2 separate regions of the Hordeum vulgare genome follow, and region 1 is linked to region 2. Evidence: chromatin contacts called from public Hi-C data. All regions are on one chromosome and are shown on one strand. Each heading gives the region's core, a stretch centred on a gene start, on an enhancer-like site or on the middle of the called end of the contact. The rest is flanking DNA. Distances are from core to core; before and after follow the strand shown. Region 1 holds the start of LOC123407232 (transcription factor PIF3-like). Region 2 holds the start of LOC123407142 (serine/threonine-protein phosphatase PP1).

Region 1 (3,356 bases), core at 357-2,856, 150 kb after region 2:
CATTGATTTAGTAAGTGTTGTGTGGGTGGAGTGAAACTAAGGCATTGTTCTTACTTGAACGATTACCTGCTTATGAGTTAGGATTATACTCTTCATGCAAGCATCGACAAACACAAGAGAAATATTGAGATAGACTTAATCATAGCACTAAACATTAGGATCCAAACCATCCCGTCGTACAATAATTCATAAATTTAGGTTTAGGTTTTCATCACTTTCGCAACACATCATCTATAAATTAATTCTAGAATGTCTTCCCCTAGGTACAATGATGGTGATGTGTCGTATAGTCCACACTCACATAACACCACTAGAAGAAGGAAAACACAACGTATCAGAAAAACATTAAACAATATTCAACTTCACATGGTTACTAGCAACAAGACTTCTCCCATGTCCCAAGAACTAATGAATCTACTCATAAGACACTATATGAATCATGATCAACGGGTATAAATATATGATAAATAATTTGAATATATCAATAAACCTTACATGCATCAACTACAAGGCGTAATTGATAGATATAAGTACTCCCAGCAATAAATCAAGGTGGCTATGTCTTTTGGCCGTGTGGGTGCTATAGCGGCAAATGGCTTGGGCGCACTCTTTGCCTTTTGCACAGGTGACACCCCGATTCGGACTTGGGGATCTGAACTTGATCTTGTGCTGGTACAGGGGAGGTGTCGAGTGGAACTTGTGTGCTTTGTCGCTTCACGGATTATCCTCCTTGCATGACGAGTGTACTACCTCCGCTCCAAAGTAATTTGAAGCTTAAGTTTGATCAAGTATATAAAAATATATTAGCATTTAGGACACCGATTCAGCCTCGTGAGATTCTTTGCTCCCTCCGTAACTTATTATAAGACCTTTTTAACACTGTTATAGTGTCAAAAAATGGTCTGATATAAAACTTCTTTCACATTGTGAGAAAACGCCTTCCATTAAGTTATGGAGGGAGTATAATTTGTACGTCCTCCATGATAAAAATACAAAATCATTTAGATCATTACTTTATAACGATCTAAACGCTCTTATTCCTTCACATAGATAGTACTTTTGGTGTTGTGGACCTTGAAAATCTTATGTTTCTGTGAATGTGGTCAACCTAAGCAGATTTGACTTGCTACAAACGTAGTACTAAGTACCAGAACTTGAATTATTATTTTGATTGATGAAAGAAACACAGGCAGTACATACGAGTACGTGAGAGGGTGACCTCAGCCGACGCGGACAGCACGCCGTACCACAGAGACCCTCGACGCAGAAACCCAGAAGGAAGGAAGCAACGAGCTGAGCCGAGCTGAGGTCAGGTCAGGTGAGGCATCCCAAGCCCACACTCAACCGAAAGCCAGCATACATGCAACCCTCCCCTCCCCTCCCCTCCCCTCCCCTTCCGCAGCACAGACACATACACAGAGGCAGCAGGCAGAAGAGGAAAACCAAACAGTCGTGGAGCCAACCCGGGCGTTCGCTGACACGCCACCCACGCACCCGAGGAAAAAGTTGGTTTGCGCCAAAAAACAAACGGAACCCGAAGCGGGCAAGCAGCGGGCGGGCGCAAGCAAAGCCCGCTGCACGGCAGCGCAGCAGCGCGGCATGGGCGCAACACTAAAAAGAAGCCACGCTCCTTCCTTCCTCCCTCCCCTCCCCTCCCCTTCCCTCTCTCTCCCCCCCGCTCCGCTCCCCACGCTTCTCTCTCCCCCCCTGCTCCGTGGGGTGGCGTGCGGCGGCGAGAAGGTGGCCGTGGCCGGGCGGGATGGAGGAGGAGCAGCGGGACGGCGGGTTTGGAGGGGGCGGGGGCGGGGCGGTGAGGGAGCTGGTGCTGATGCAGCAGGAGCGGAGGCGGCGGCGGGAGGAGGAGGAGGAGGAGGTGCGGCGCCAGATGTTCGGCGGAGGGGCGGCCTTCCACGCCGCGGCGGCCGCGGCCGCGCTGGGCCAGCAGCAGCACCACCACCAGGCGGCGGAGTACGGCGACATCGGGGCCGGCGCCGGAGGCGCGTTCTACGAGAGCGAGGCGGGCGGGTCGTCGGAGCCCGAGCCGCACGGGACGTCCGACCGCCCGCGCGGGGGCGGCGGGTCCGGCAGCAAGCGCACCCGCGCCGCCGAGGTGCACAACCTCTCCGAGAAGGTGCTGGCTCTCCGTCGCGAACCCTTCTCCCCCTCAGCTCGCTCTTCCTTTCTTGCTCGCTCTTCTCGCCATGCCCGTTTTCCCGCCGCTCATTGCTTGCTTGCTCGACCGGACCGCAGCGGCGGAGGAGCAGGATCAACGAGAAGATGAAGGCGCTGCAGAGCCTGATACCCAATTCCAACAAGGTCCGCAGCAGCACACGCGCACAAAACCAACCAAACCACCCCCTTCATTTTTCTTTCTTCGTCCCATGAACTCCGGGGCTGCAGAATTAGCGCTCCTGAATCTGAACGCGTTGGTTCGTGGCTTGGGTTTTTACAGACTGACAAGGCGTCGATGCTCGACGAGGCCATTGAGTATCTCAAGCAGCTGCAGCTCCAAGTACAGGTCAGTAAATGAGTGCCCGGATGGCTGGACGATGCAGTACGGTAGTAGGAGTAGATGCTACAACTTGCTGGTGCATTCATTTTAACTGACGGTCCAAACTGCAAACATTGACGTAGGAGCAAGAGTTTTACTGTGGGTGTTGTCCTTATCGATTCTTTATCCAATGCTGGGGAAATTTTCGCATGGCACGGCAGTATCTACTTTCTGTTCTGTCGAGTGTTTTCCAGCCATATCTTATAAGTACTCATTGGATTTCCTTGGGGAAATTTTCACACGAGTAGAACTGTTGATCTCCTTGGATTCACAGTGGGATTTATAATGCTGATCAAAATTTCTGTTATGTTGGGTCTATTTTCCAGTTAACATTCATGCTAGCTAGCTATATTCAGTGCCAGCTTGCATTTATGTTAGCTAGCTATATTCAGTTGGTAGGTGCTAATAATTGAACTGTACGTTTGAAATTTAAATATACAGTTCAAATGCAAGTATCAATACAGAGTTTTTGCTCCGGTACTTACTTTCCCCCCTACAGATGCTGTCTATGAGAAACGGGGTTTACTTGAACCCATCGTATCTATCTGGAGCACTTGAGCCTGTGCAGGCATCACAAATGTTTGCAGCACTTGGTGCTAGTGGGAGAAATGTGGCGGCACCAAGCTCCGGGGCAGTAGCGCCACCTGTAAACCAAAGTTCAGGAGCTCATCTTTCATTCGATCCGATGAATTCTCCTCAACAAAATCAACCACAGCCTCTTGTGTTAGCAAGCTGCCCTAAAACAACGATTCCAGAGCCCCCATTTCACTTGGAGTCGTCACAGTCCCACCTTCAGTCATTTCAG
Region 2 (3,023 bases), core at 28-2,527:
CATTCTGAGACATTCATGTATGTTCTGTGCGCAAGCTAAGGAAAAAAAAATGAACAAGATCTAAGTCTCCCCTTTTAAAATCACAGAATCCTTAGGAACAATTTCCTAGGGCTCACAACAGGTCAACTTGTCAAGATTAGATAAAGTGTGCTGCACTGGTGCTACAGAAAGTTTCATAGGCTTTAAAGTGAAGGGATACACGTTGTTCAACTGCCGTATTTTTGTGTTGCCGAAAGCAATAGCTTTAATCTGTTCACTTCTCTAATGGTAGAACGGCCCATCTCTCAAACAGTCCTCAAGTGCTAATATAGTACTTATTGGTAAAAGAAACATGTAGCCACGAAGAGCTTTAGCAGTTAGCACCATTTTATACATAAAATATATTTTAAAAAATGAAGACCAGAAAGCGATTTGAGGTTTGACATTCGGAATCAAACTCCAGAAGCTCTGCCACGCTTCTCTCAAGACCGACCAATTCATCAGCAGGTCAACGCAAAAAACGTTGAGGAAGATGAATCGTGCAAACAGTTTGCTCAGCCTCCCCAGAGAGAACATGTGTTCAATCAAAGATGCTATATACGAGAACAGCGAACCCGGTATAAACTTCTTTTGACCAGAAGGTAGCAGGAATTCCAATACCACCAAGCAAAACTAAAAGGCAGCGGATTCAAACCCCACGGGGACGCCTAAACTTAGCACGGAAGAGCTATCACGGCCAGGCCGAATTCGAAGGTACCCCGGAGGCGCGCCTCGCCACACAAGCAGCAGCCGCACATGGCACGGCACGAGGCGGCCTACGGAGGGGGCGCAGAGCCGTCGACAGACAGCAGAAAGGAAGCCTCGTGCGGTCCTGGAGGCGCGCGCGGGGGGGAGGGGAGGGGAGGGTTAGGCAGGAAGCGGGCGCCCTTACCGCAGACTTTGATGGGGGCCTCGAGCTCGAGGAGGTTGGGCTGGCTGAGGAAGACGTCCTTGGCGGAGGTGCAGAGGCGGCGGATCTCCGCGTCGGAGAGCTGCACGGGGCGCACCGTCCGCCCGCCGCGCGCCTCCAGGAGCCGCCGGATCACGTCGTCGAGCGCCGCCGCGTCCATCGCCCGCGTGGTATGTAGAGGGCGGGTAAGCCCTACGCGGGGAGCGGGGAGCGGCGGGCGGGGGCGGGGGCGGCGGCGGCGGCGGGTGGCTGGATAAACCCTAGCCGTGCGTGCGTGCGTGGCCTTTTCGTTCCGCCCGGGCCGACGGGGGTGGAGAGGGGGAGGGAAGGAGGGGGCAACGGAAAGAAAACGCGTAGAGAGGGCGAGAGCGGGGGGTGGCTCGAGATATTATTGTTTGCGTGGTTTGGAAACGGAGCCCGCGGAGGGCGGCCGCGCTGCAGTCCGGGCCGGACGTGTCGCTGACTTGGACTGGCTCTAGAGCCCGGTCGGCACGGCCTGTCCTCATCATCACAGCAAACAGGGGGAGGATTTCTCTTATAAAAGATGCTAGACTCCTGGAGGAAGCCATCCACGATCGCCCCCTAAATCGCTATGAATAGTGTTGTGCCACCGCCTGAAAATTATGCACCACGCCGAGGGCATTTTAGTCTTTTCATGTACAGGGGTATAAATCACATCCGCTGTCGTGGAGAAACCCTCGCCGCCGCCTCCCGTCCCACTCGCCTCCCCCTCCTCGTCGCCCTCCTCTCTTTCTCTTGCTCACCCCTCTCTCTCCCCATCGCCCCTACCCACGCCAACCGGTTCCGGCAAGCTCCGTCCGCCGCACGCCTTCGAGCTCCCTAAGATCCGCGCCTCCAACCCTCCGTACAGATCCGGTGCTCAAAGTCTCCATCCTCCCCCGCGGCTAGGATTCAGACGCCTCCCCAAAACTTCGTCGGAATCCGCCACAACCGGCAATAACGAGGCCAAAGGTGACCGGATCCAGCACAGGTTGGTCTCTCCCCTCTTTCTTCACCCACCCTCTCCTCCTCACCTCACGCCATCTTGTCTTCCCTTTTTTGCAGGTTGCCACGGCACGGACGGCGACGACGACAGGAGGGGCGCGCACATCCATGGGTCGGGACGCCGCCATGAAGCCACACACAGGCCCCATGGAACCCCCCTCCTTCTCAAGTGAGTCTTCTCAGGCCCGACCCCCTACCTCTCCTGTACTTTGAGCTGTACTATGCCCTGTTTCAGATTTTGAAGGCATCTGTACTTGAATCTGAAACATGGTTAATCCCTTCAGGGTATATATGGCAAGTTAGGTGTTCGCTGCTGTCTGAGGTTAATCCCTTAATTGGTTGTTGTTTAGGGTTGATTAGATTATCCTTCTCCAAGGAAATCCGTTATATATTTTTGACAGCTACGGATATGCCTTTCTAATTGTAGAGTGACAGCTTTAACCAAAGTCTGTTTACTTCACTCAGCCTTCTATTCATTGATTTTGTACATGGTTCTTGAAAGTAGAACTTCCTAAGCATTTGAGAGTGTTCCAGTTTGCTTAATCATTGCGCCTATGTGCTCTGGGTTAAAATTTTATTTTTTCTCTTTGTAGGAGCTTCGGAAGGGTTGCTCACCAACGAACTAGAAGATTGTTTTGTCCTGGGCAGCCATCCACGTCGCCCCCTAAATCGCTATGAATAGTGTTGTGCCACCGTCTGAAAGTTGGCTTGATGAAGACTAGTTGATTGGTCCCCCATACTCACTATGGGTGAGCCACTCTTCAGCATATCTTCACAAGTCCATTGCCACCACAATGGACGGCAAGCTTCAAGCACGATATATTCGTGCTGGTCCTCTTGAACTTGCACACCGCAATCTTGATGACGATCACCACTTGACGTCATCCTTCATGGGTTGTATGAGATCTTCCTTTTGACGCAAGCCCATGGAAACACACCTAACCCACACATAGAACTCTCACGAAGACCATGGGTTAGTACACAAACACGTAATGGACAATGCTTACCATACCATGGGATCACTTGATCCCTCTCGGTACATCTTGTACGCTTTGTGTGTTGATCATCTTGATTTACTCTTTGTCTGAGA

What was found. A called contact is a pair of places that touch in the nucleus more often than the background predicts.
Region 1: a Hi-C map of seedling shows a contact between it and region 2, with 2.7 times the contacts expected there. The contact joins the promoter of LOC123407232 here to the promoter of LOC123407142 in region 2. A contact is called at or near these places in 2 of 6 Hi-C or Micro-C datasets (leaf and seedling).

What each region holds. Positions count from the first base shown.
Region 1 is chr7H:47,203,252-47,206,607 of MorexV3_pseudomolecules_assembly, forward strand. It overlaps LOC123407232 (transcription factor PIF3-like), which reads left to right and starts at 1,607. Exons shown (of 7, transcript XM_045100320.1): 1 at 1,607-2,131; 2 at 2,251-2,316; 3 at 2,453-2,518; 4 at 3,051-3,356. The coding sequence starts at 1,760.
Region 2 is chr7H:47,048,623-47,051,645 of MorexV3_pseudomolecules_assembly, forward strand. LOC123407142 (serine/threonine-protein phosphatase PP1) reads right to left here and starts at 1,278. Exons shown (of 3, transcript XM_045100210.1): 1 at 911-1,278. The coding sequence starts at 1,088.